Linked DNA regions of Mus musculus: region 1 is linked to region 2. A link is a contact called in public Micro-C data. All regions are on one chromosome and are shown on one strand. The core of a region is the stretch at or near the end of the contact, and the rest is flanking DNA. Distances in the headings are between cores, read along the strand shown. Region 1 overlaps Gm34462 (a long non-coding RNA gene). Region 2 holds the start of Slc33a1 (solute carrier family 33 (acetyl-CoA transporter), member 1).

The links. A called contact is a pair of places that touch in the nucleus more often than the background predicts.
Region 1: a contact with region 2 is called in a Micro-C map of the G1E-ER4 cell line, with 5 times the contacts expected there. The contact joins the enhancer-like site here to the promoter of Slc33a1 in region 2. A contact is called at or near these places in 4 of 39 promoter capture datasets (HPC-7-derived erythroid cells, embryonic stem cells, liver and 1 more), 2 of 15 datasets of contacts at CTCF or cohesin (pro-B cells and stem cell-derived epiblast-like cells), 13 of 484 Hi-C or Micro-C datasets (the G1E-ER4 cell line, the HL-1 cell line, embryonic stem cells and 2 more) and 3 of 115 datasets of contacts at active chromatin or transcription factors (embryonic stem cells and epiblast stem cells).

What each region holds. Positions count from the first base shown.
Region 1 is chr3:64,233,173-64,238,818 of GRCm38.p6, forward strand. It overlaps Gm34462 (a long non-coding RNA gene), which reads left to right. Exons shown (of 3, transcript XR_375709.3): 1 at 1-980; 2 at 1,450-1,625; 3 at 2,264-2,288. Among named protein-coding and RNA genes, the nearest start is that of Gm34462, 4.8 kb to the left of the region's middle. Within about 2 kb of position 1,954, at least 24 of the 459 cell types and tissues checked have an H3K27ac peak or open chromatin away from gene starts, as enhancers often do. A contact at or near this core is called in the G1E-ER4 cell line, where this site is marked.
Region 2 is chr3:63,960,101-63,966,138 of GRCm38.p6, forward strand. Slc33a1 (solute carrier family 33 (acetyl-CoA transporter), member 1) reads right to left here and starts at 4,633. Exons shown (of 6, transcript NM_015728.5): 1 at 3,316-4,633. The coding sequence starts at 4,090. It also overlaps a transcript of Gmps not described here.

The DNA.
Region 1 (5,646 bases), core at 704-3,203, 270 kb after region 2:
ACATTTCAAATGCTGTCCTGATAGTCCCCTATACCCTCTCCTGCCCTGCTCCCCTACCCACCCACTCCCACTTTCTGGCCCTGGTGTTCCCCTGTACTGGGGCACATAAAGTTTGCAAGACCAAGGGGCCTCTCTTCCCAATGATGGTTGACTGTTGGAGACTGACACTGAGTCATAAGCCAAAGTTCCCCTCCCTTCTTGAGAAACTTACGACCTTTTGGAACGACAGCTGACAGAACATCAAGATCAGATAATAGTAACTGCAAACTTTCCGGGGTGTTGTGTCCGGCCAGCAGACCACAACCTGGGTTCTAGCCTGGAAAGGCATTTTGGAAACCTGGAAGAGAAGAGGGGCTAGGTGGCGAGAGAAAAGAATGTAGCCAAGACAGTCACTCTGATCAAGGCTCAAATTTTATTGTTGCGACACTAGTTATGAAGGAAGGGGGAGGGGACCCGATTCCCGCCGAATAATCTCTGGTCCAGTAGAAAGGTGCACGTGTGTGGCTCCGCAGGTTCCAGCAGTGGGCGTGGCAGAACGAATGAGCAGGAAGCTCCACCCCGAGCAAGCAGGTTTCAGGCTAGGGGAGGGGAGACTACACCGGGGGAAAAAAACCACAGGATGTTCCCTGAGCTAAGAATCGATATCGTGCTCCCAGGCAGTTATGCAGAACCACGTCCACCCTCAGGCTGAGGCAAGGGCAAGTTTCTCCCTCTTTACTTCCTCCTTCTTACTGCTTTTATTCTGTAACCTTGCTCGCAATAAACAGACCTTGATAGGATCATTTACTTGGTCTCCTCCTTCTTTCCCGCCCATTTTTCTTTCAGGCAAGGTCTCCCTCAGATAACTGGGTCCCACGGGTGGACAAGTGGAGCCCAACATGGGGCCCGAGGTACGGAGCCCATTTTCCTGAGAAGGTTGCCTCGAGGAAGTCGTTTTGAGGAGCGCTCTCACCCCTCATAAGAGAAAGTCATCCTCCTTAGTAAGTTAACATTTCTCTGTCCTATAGAAATGGGCCAAAACCTTTCTAAAGAGCCATGCTTCATTAAGGATCTCAAAAGCCTGTCTCAGGGAAAGAGGAGTTAGAGTTAAAAAGAAAGATTTGACAAAATTTTTTTATCTTTGTCTCCCAAGTCTGTCCATGGTTCATAATAGATGGACCAGAGATTCATCCCTTTAAATGAGAAAAGATAGGATGTGATCTTAATGATCTTTTAAATAAAGAAGGACCAGATGCAGTGCCTACTCAGACCTTTAGTTATTGGGGTCTTATTAGAGATATCATTAAGCCATCCTCGGCTGAGTCAGGCAAGATTGTTTCATTGGCTGATGATTTCCTTAAACAAATTTCTCGCTTGGCCTCTATGTTCTCTGTAAAGATTGCAGACCCACAGTTGCCACAACCTCCCTCACCATGCCCCTCCGTTATTATCAATTTATGTCTTCCTCAGAGGACCCAGCTGTTCCCCGTGTTAACCCGCCAGAGCACCAAAGAGGCTTCCTTCTCAGAGGAGGACCCCGCTGCTGATACAGAAAATGGCAACGAGGATGAAAAAGCAAGCGAGAGTGAAACTGAAAATGCGACCTCGGCCGCAGCTCCCGAAGCCCCGTCTGGAGAAATGACTGAGTATAAAAGATTAAAGTTTAAGCCTCTTAAGGATCTTAATACTGCAGTCAAAAATTATGCTCCTAATGCACCCTTTACTGTTTCCATGCTTGAAGCCCTCTCCGGAGGGGGATCCCTTACTCTCAGAGTGGTTTAGTAACTAGTTTCCCAGGTAGTTTTGACTCCTGGACAGTTTTTGTTTTGGAAAGCTGATTTTCTAGATAGGTGCCAATCTCTCGCAAGGCAGAACCAGAGAGATCCCAAAGCGCCTGCGGCTGAGTGGACTCTTGATAAATTCATTGGACAGGGGAAATATGTGTCTGAGAAGCGCCAACTTAAATTCCCCACCTGACTCCTGTCGCATGTTAATGTGGCTGCCCTTGGGGCATGGCGGCCGTCCCTTCAAAGAGCTCTATGACTACCCCATTGACCAAAATTATTCAGGGAGCTCAGGAGCCTTACAATGAGTTTGTGGGGAGAATCTTAGAAACTGCTGAAAAGGTCCTGGGCCCTGAGGAAAATAATAGCAAGTTTATAAAACAGTTGGCCTATGAGAATGCCAATTCTGCCTGTAAGGCTGTTCTTCCAGGCCAGACCAAAAATAAGACTCTTGATGATTTCATGAGACTTTGCAGTGACATAGATACCTTCACTCATAGGATCTTGTTGGGAGCCATTAAGACAGCACAATTGTCCTGATCTCTGAATTGGTCCTCTCCCCCCCCCGAGAAGAAAAGGAGGTCAAGAGTGGGCCACCGACACACCGTTCCAAGAACAACCACAGAATGTTCCAACCCTAAGTCAGCGCCAGATGTCCTGATCACACCCTGATACCACCAAGTTCCTGCTTCCCCATGTAACTGCCTAAAGAATGTGCAATTCTATTGCCCACACCTCCCGCTGATAATTACCTGTACTTCCCCTTTTGCTTGTGCAATTCTACTGCCCCACCCCTCCTGCTGAAAGGCACTTCCCCTTTTGCTTGTACATTTAAACCTTGGGCCTGGCTAATACATTGGAACCTTGATGTTACTCAGAATGTTTCCGTGTTGTTCTTCACACAAAATTCACATCTCTCTCTACCCCCCAATTTGGTTCTTAGGAGAAGGTCCCCTTGAGACCCTCGAATAACTGGACATGCCGGATGGGTCAGGATCTCACAGAGCCTTTTTCAGAGTGTGAATTTGGTTGTGGGGGCTGCCTTGTAAGCTGTTGTCCCTTCTAAAAGTTGTTATAAACATGGACAGCATGAATATTTTGCCAAGCAGTGCCCCCCGACACAGGGCATGCCGAGCCCTCTGCCTTAGCCTCTGGGGCCAACACTTTCTGTACCTGCCAAGGTGTGCCCCTGATGTAAGAGAGGCAAACATTGGGCTAATCAGTGCTGCTCCAAGACGGGTGCCATGGGTAATCCTTTGCCACCCCTTCAGGGAAACGGCTTAAGGGGCCAGCCCCAGGCCCTGAGACCCATCCATTTCCGACTGGCCTTGGGGACCAGCCAGCAGACAATAATGTCTTAGCCTGTGACTGCTCCACTCAGTTCTTCAGAGCAACCCCTGGGAGAGCAGAACTGGTTCTGTGTACCTCCACCAGTACAATTTTAAAACCTGAAAGTGCTGTTCAGGCCTTACCTACTGGTGTCTTTGGTCCTCCTCCCTCTTAATATGTTTTTTTCTCATTCTGGGATGCGCCTCATCCACCATCAAGGGCCTAATTGTTCACCCTTCCCTGGTTGATAATGACTTTATAGGAGAAATTAAGATTTTAGCTAGTTCCAGCTCAAGGCCGATCTTACTCCCTCAAGGACAGTGGGTTGCACTGGCTTTGCCCCTCCCATTGAACACCCAGAACCTGGTTATTGGGAGGCATTGGGGGACCTCTCAGTCAGGGTCATCAGATCTTTTCTGGGTCCAGATTGTATCTAGAGAACGTCCTACGCTATGCTTTAAGTTAGAGGGGCGATGGTTTGAGGGCATTATGGATGTGGGGCTGATGCCACCATCTTTGCAAAAAATTCCTGGTCCTCTGCTTGGCCACTTCAACCTTCCCTTACACATTTACAGGGCATTGGCTAGTTCAAAACTACCTTACAGAGTTCTAAAATTTTGACATGGGAAGATTCAGAAGGGAATTCTGGCACAGTGCAGCCTTTTGTTGTTGAATCCCTGCCGGTTAATTTGTGGGGAAGAGATATTCTCTCTCAGATGAGAGTAATTATGTGTAGTTCAAATGAGATTGTAACCCAACAGATGTTGTCCCAAGGCTTTTTGCCAGGACAAGGTCTAGGAAAGGAGGGCCAAGGCATGCCTACACCCATAAGCGTTTCACATAAGAGTGATCAAACTGGGCTAGGGTATCAAAGTTTTTCTTGAGGGCCATTGCTTCCCCTGTGCTCCAGGCTGATAAAATCACTTGGAAGAGTGACAATCCTATCCGAATTGACCAATGGTCCCTTTCTTCCCAAAAGTTATCAGCGGTCCTAGAGTTAGTGCAGGAACAGCTGGCCGCTGGGCATATTGAGCCCTCCACATCCCCTTGGAATACACCCATATTTGTCATACAGAAAAGATCAGGAAAATGGCACCTATTACAAGATTTACGCGCCATTAACAAAACTATGGTTCCCATGGGGGCATTGCTACCTGGCCTGCCATCCCCCATTGTCATCCCTAAGAATGATTCTAAAATTGTTATAGATCTTTTTTTTTTTTTTTTTTTTAATTTAAATTATTTTATTTATTTACATTCTAGTCGTTGCCTCCCCATCCCTCCCACCCCCCCAAGCAAAGTTCCTCATCCCATTCCTCCTCTCCCTTGCCTCCGAGAGGGTGCTCTTCCCCCACCAAAGGCCTCCCCCTTCCCTGGAGCCTCAAGTCTCTCGAGGATTAAGCTCATCTTCTCCCACTGAGGCCAGACCAGGTAGACTTCTGCTACATATGTGCCAAGGGGCTTGGACCAGCCTATGTATGTTCCTGGTTGGTGGCTCAGTCTCTGGGAGCTCCCTGGGGTCTGACTTAGTTGAGTCTGCTGGTCTTCCTATGGGGCTGCTCTCCCGTTCAGCTTCTTCGATCTTCCCCTAATTCAAGCATAGGGATCCCCGACTTCAGCCCAATGGTTGGGTGTAAGCATCTGTGTCTGTCTCAGTCAGCTGCTGGTAGAGCCTCTCTGAGGACAGCTATGCCAGGCTCCCCTCTGAAAGCATATCATAGTATAGTAATGTCAGGCCTTGGTGTCCCCCATGAGATGGATCCCAAGTTGGGCTGGTGACTGGACAGCCTTTCCTTCAGTCTCTTCTCCATTTTTGTCCCTGCAGTTCTTTTAGACAGGAACAGTTCTGGGTCAGGAATTTTGAATACAGGGTTAGTAACCCTGCCCCTCCACTTGAGGCCCTGTCTATCTACTGGAGGTGGACTCTTCCAGTTCCCTTTCCCCAGCGTTGGGTGTTTTGGCTAAGGTTAGCCCCAATGAGTCTTGAGTCACCTCCTGGGTCTCTGGTACTCTCTAGAGGGTCCCTCACCTCCCATTCCCCGAGGCTGCTAATTTTCATTTATTCTCTTGGCCCTCTGGGCTTCTCTCCTGTCCCCCCAACCCCATATTTGATCCTGTTTCCCTTTTCTCCTCCTCCTATCTCCTAACCAGGTCTTTCCCCTGCCTTGCATGGTTATTTTTCCCCCTTCTAAGTGGGACTGAAGCATCCTCAGTTGGGCATTCCTGCTTGTTACACTTCTTATGTCTATGAGTTGTATCTTGGGTATTCTGTATTTTTGTGCTAATATCCACTTATCAATGAGTACATACCATGTTTGTCCTTTTGGGTCTGAGTTACCTCACTCAGAATGATATTTTTCTAGTTCCACCCATTTGCCTGAAAAATGTATGATGTCCTTGTTTTAAATAGTTAAATAGTATTCCATTGGTAAATAAACTACATTTTCTGTATCCATTCTTCTGTTGAGGGGCATCTGGGTTGTTTCCAGCTTCTGGCTATTACAAATAAGGCTGCTATGAACATGGTGGAGCATGTGTCCCTGTGGTATGGTGG
Region 2 (6,038 bases), core at 3,383-5,882:
AACCAAAAAAAAAAAAAAAAGAAAAAAAAGTTAAACCATAAACTTTTCCATTTTTAACTCCTAGTATTAGAAAAAAGCTTTACCACCCATCAATGGTCACCTAACTTCTCCCCGTATGACTGAAGGAAAGGTAATATTTTGTTTATTATTGTTTGGGGGAGTAGGCTCTCTCCTTCCACTGTGGGTTCCAGCAATTGAAATCAGGTCTTGGGCTTGTGGTGCAAGCCCTTTTCAGGTGCGGAGCTTTCTCCCAGTGTAATCCTTTAAGCCTCGCATGAGTGCTAAAGGATGTAGTATAGCCAATATTAGAAAAACATACAAACAACTTATGACTTACCTATTTAGTAATGAACCAATTCAGCTTGCTTAAATTCTAAAAAGCATTTGTTTCATAAAAAGGTAATGAGTACTATAAGACAAATTTATTATTAAGGAAATATTGGTCTGCTTTCTTCCCTGTTCAAAATGCTTATCTTATAAATAGTGCTTTACCAGTAGATATAGGATTTATATCCATTACATTTTTTTCCAAAGAAATATACCCTCTTTTTCTCTGATCGACTCCTATATATGCATACTCATTTTAAAACAAATTTCAAAGTCACACAGGGGCTGGAAAGGTAGCTCAGCAATTAAGCGTACAGAACTGACATGGTGGCTCAGCCTAAGTCAGTTAAAAAATTAAAACTTTAACCTATCATTACTAAGAATCAGGCATTCTAAAAGTGGGTGATGCTTTCAGATAACTTGGGAATCACAATGTTATATTTGTCCCATAAAAAAAAGCCTTATATTAAGATAATTCCATCTTAAGGTTTTCCTTGAGGATTCCACTAACTTCTTACCAACTATAGACAAAATATCATATTAACAGTTACAAATACCTAACTCCAAGTCCATCTATCTCTTTCTTTCCTTCCTTCCTTTTCTTTCTTTCTTCCTTCATTTCTTTCTTTCCTTTTCTTTCTCTCTCTCTCTCTTTCTTTCTTTCTAAACAGGGTTTCTCTGTGTAGCCCTGGCTGTCCTGGAACTCACTCTGTAGACCAGGCTGGCCTCCAACTCAGAAATCCGCCTGCCTCTGCCTCCCTCGTGCTAGGATCAAAGGTGTGCACCACCACTGCCTGGCCCATCTATCTGTAAATAGCCTCTTGACAACATTCTTCTCATTATAGAGAAGGAAAAGCCACATCTGTCATCCTTCTGTCCTGTTCATTACTTACTCCTCGCTGTTTAAGGGTCTGTCTTTGCCTCTAGAGGTTCTTGGAAAACAAATGGAATGAGAGAAAAGGTTCAGAACTGTTATGAAGCTATAAAAAAGCAGTCAATATAACCAAGGTTGTTTCCTCCAGATCTTATCTCATCCCATCTTCCTGTTCTCAATTTGCTGTCTATAGAGCACTGCTTTTTAAATGTCCAAACCATTCCTCAGTATATTCCTTCTGTAGTATCCATAATTAATTACAGAATTACAATGTTTTTAAAAGGTTTATGTTCATGTGTACTAGTATTCTGCCTGAATGTAAGTACATGCACTCTGCATTCTTGGTGTCTGTGGAGGCCAGAAGAGGGTACTAAATCCCCTAAAACTGTAGTTACAGAAGGATGTAAGCCACCATATGAGTGCTGGGAACCAAACTTAAAACGTCTGCAAGAGCAACAAGACCTTTTATCAGCAGAACCATCCTCAAACCCTTGGCTGTTTTCTTTGTTTCAAGTTACGGTTTCCAATACACAGATTTTCTAGATACTGTTTTTATCTTCTCTTTAACTACCTAGGCAACGATATTTCCTTATGATTCCACATTCTTTAAATTCCTCAGAACCACTAGGTAGTTAAACTGGGCATGGTGGTGTACATAATTAACTATATGTGTCCTTAGGGAATAGAAGTCTAAGACCAGTCTAGACTCTTGTTGAAAACTAGGGGCTAGACAAAGGTCAATAATAGATTCCTAGCACTGAGAGAGGAAAAAAAGGAAAAAGTCCCACTGGTTAATAATGGGATTGAGACTTAGCACAGTAGAAGATGGCTTCCCTTTTATGTAGAAGTACTAGGTTCATTTCCCAGAACCAGGAACACACAAACAGAAACAGAATACACAGAATATAGTTATGTTATTACCAAATTACAGAAACCTCAAAACTAGTAATGTGGTTATGTGTAAGCATTAAAATTAAAAACTCTTTAACTTAAAATGTTTTAGACTAAATCATAAGTCAACTATGGATAGAAATTAATTAAAGTAAGCTATTTTAGAATCTTCTGGAGAACAAAGTTCAAATTCCAGTTATACCAAAAATAAATAAATAAAAAGAAAAAAAAATCACACCAGCTTACATAAAGGTTTAACTAATAATAAAGTCAACTGTTATCTCTACCATGGTCACTGGCCGGCTATTCTGGGCCTCAGCAATGTTCATCTCTACTGTTCCTAGTTTGCACAGACAGTCTTTATTTGCAGTAGGTCCTCAGAATCCTGCCACTTAGCCAATTCCAGAATGCTTATATTAAATACTCTTCCCATTCAGTAGATGGGTAAATGGGGACTACTTGTGAAATAAAGGTGGAAAAAGATTGAAAAGCAAGAAAACATTCACCAAAACACAAAAGAAAAAATGTGAACCATATGACCCACATTTTAAAATGTATACTTCTGTGTCAGGCAAATGTCCATGGATCTTTAATTCAGAAATTTTGTGATTCTATCGGTTGCTTTTTTCCTATTCACTAAAGAGTACTGATCAATATGACTGTGTTAATAGGCTGACATAAGGAATACTTGAAAGAAGCACACTTTAATAAAACAGAAAACATACTTAGGTATCTATCATATAAGTTCCCAGTAAAATTTAAAAAGCCAGCTGTAGTGGCACATGCTTGTAATATTAGCACTCGGGAGGGTGAAGCAGGACTGTGTCTCAAGCTGGATATATAGAGCCTTTTAAAAATCCTGTAAACAGAATTCAGAAAAAATTCAAAAGCAAGCAGAAGGACAAACATCAAATGGTTTCTCTTCTAGAAAGAATCTGGAAGGAAAAGAAAAATGTGTGTGTGAACTGTTTAAAGGAAGACGACTAGGAGGTAGATGTAGAGAACAAGGCTGTGTTATGGAAGTGATTGTGAGCAAAGTATGAAAATCTCATAATGGAATCCAATATTGTGTTAATTTGAAAGGGAAATGAAGTAAAATATCTTGTGCATCATTAAAAGTAAAAAATGTATGCAAACAAATGAGAGCTCCCATCTGATGTTTCATCAAAAGCATTCATAAGCATAAAATAAACCTAACAGTATAATAGTTTTAAGTACACTACCTGAAAGGGTAACGATTCCCCTGGGTTGAGGCTGAAACCGCAAGTATTTGTTACAAAAGTCAGCAGATTCAAGAGCCAAAAATAAAACATTGCCCAAAAAGTAGCCAGCTGTTTGGCCCACAGAATTGCATGTCGAAGCATAGCCCACGTTTTCCCGGGATAACATAGTTAATGCCCAACCATCCACAGCGATGTCCTGTGTGGCAGCCAGGAATTCAAACAAGAAGAATGTCACAGTGAGAGCAACTACATCCGGTGTTCTGCCATCAATATTTCCGAGCAAACGGTCCACTTGAGTGGATAAATATATCATGAAGATTCCTAGTGTATACTGAGTAGGGACAAGCCAGGACTTGCGACGACCAAAGTTCTTAAAGTAGACGGCATCAACCAAGGGAGCCCAGAGCAACTTAAGACTGAATGGCCAGAAGACAAAACTGAAGAAAGCCTGATCTGTATAGCTAACATTTTTGCTTTGCAAAATGAGGGGGATGCTCCCCGCCAGGCCTAAGGGAATGCCCTGAAGCACGTAAAGAAAGAGTAGTAACAAAATGCTACTTAGTTCGGATCTATAGCTCCGCGGGGCTTTAGGTAAGTCACCAGGGCCGGCATCACCTAGAAGAACTTCCCGGTCCCCCTCCCCGCCCACCGAGTCTCGGCGACTGTCATCCCAGCCGCCCGGTGGCAGCGGGCCACTCTTCATATCCAGAGCGTGGCTAAACATGCCTGACCGCCGCTGCCGACTGCTGTCCTTGTGGGAGATGGTCGGTGACATATCAGAGACGACGCAGAGCCCGGTGTGTGGGGGCCTGAGGCTGGCGTTTTGATCAGTCTAGTCCCAGGTCCAAGGCAGTCTCTCTGGACCCGGGTCACGGTGGTTCAACGCCGGGAGGGCGGACGCGGAGAGACTGGTCGCTGTTTTGCAGCAGGGAGCCAGATCCCTGGCAGGTGGCCCAGGCGAAGCCTGGGTCGCTGCCCACAGGAGCGACTTCAGGGAGCCGGCAAGAGCTCCCCGTGCAGCCGCACCCGGCTTGAGGCTGGCGGAGCGTGCCGTGGCGCTGCGACGGAGTCTGGCTCTTAACTGCAGCGGGGACTCGAACGCTCTCTTGCCCGTCCACCAGCTGACACTGCAGCGGGCACCCTCCTCAGTAGACACCAGAGGTAAAGGATAACTTCCTGCCTCGCGCTTCGGGAAGTGGTTCCCTGCCAAAATGGGTTCCGTGCCTCCCGACGGAGCCAGCGAATCAGAACAAGTTCCGGTGGCGGCGACCGCGAGCAACGTTTGCTAGGAACCATTAATTCCCTCGATTCTAACCCCGAGGGAGGAATAACGCCAGCGTACCGAGCGTCCAGGACGGAACGTCTTAACAAACCCGGTTCCGTTTGCGCATGCGCTTGCATGGAACTCGTGTGCCTCGGCCATTGGGCCCTCGTCGCCACGTGAGCGCGGGTTTTCTGGATTGGCCTAGGCCTTGGTGATAACATTGCACAAGGTCTGTAGGCGAGTTTGTACTTATTTAATTCAGTACATAACTTCCAGGCTTGTAGTTGGGTAATAATGCTGCTTTGTGAACCTGCAGTTACTAAGCTTTGGTGTCAGGTTGTGGGTCCTTTATGCCCGACTAAATGGAAACACTCCTACCTAATACACAGAACGAATAAGGCTGTCCATTTCCCCCAATGTCAAGGAAGAAATGTAGGGGAACGCTAGATACACAGAGTGAAGGAGGTAAATTTCAGTCTGCTGCATCTTATTTTTTTGCCAATGGAAACGTCTCGAAACCACCTTTCTCCTTTCATGTCATCCATGGTTATGCATTTTAAGTGCATAACGACGCACTTCTTCGAGTTTTGGTGAATCGTTGGAAGCTCTTAGAGCTTGAAATGTTGAGATACTAGATTTAGTATTTCAGTGATAACAAAGAAATAAGTTTTCCAAGAATTTTATTGGATTCATAATTGGCCAGTTTTTCAAATGCCATTTCAAGTGTAATAGTACATGCTTTCTTCATTAAAAACAAAAACAAACCATAAATTCCCTTGTGGATTTGCTGCCTTCCCACTTTTCTGATTTCTACAGCTTATTAACCACTTAGCTAATTTCCCATGTTCTCTTCTCATTTCTCCCTGGGTCCTTCCTTTTCCTCTCCTCCCCCTTCTCTCCAGCTCTTGTATGGTCATAGAAATGTGAGACTTTGCTTATTATTATTATTATTATTATTATTATTATTCGTCTTTCATTTTCATTGTATTGATACTGAGTCCTGGGTTACATAAGCTAGCATATGTACCCAGGCTGGTCTCAAACTTATGGCCATACTCCTGCCTTAACTTCTAGAGTCCTAGGATTCTATACATGAGCCACCACACCTAGTCTGATATACTTCAATGAAAGAACACAGTGACCATGAAGTCTTCTAATCTTTGTTAAAGAGAGGAACAGAGTTGGTTGTGGTGGTGCATGCTTGTAATCCAGACTAGTCTATAAAACGAGTTCCTGGCCATCCATGGATATATAGCAAGTCTCTGTCTCAAAAATTGGAGTGGAAAACAGTTTATAGTGTTATCTATGTGAGACCAAAAGTCTCTATTTTTTTCAACAGGATCTTACTGTATGGTCCTTACTGGCATGAAACTCACTCTGTAGACCGGGCTGGACTTGATCTTACAGAGATCCACCTGCCTCTTACTCCTGAACGCTGAGATTAAGGGATGGACTATCT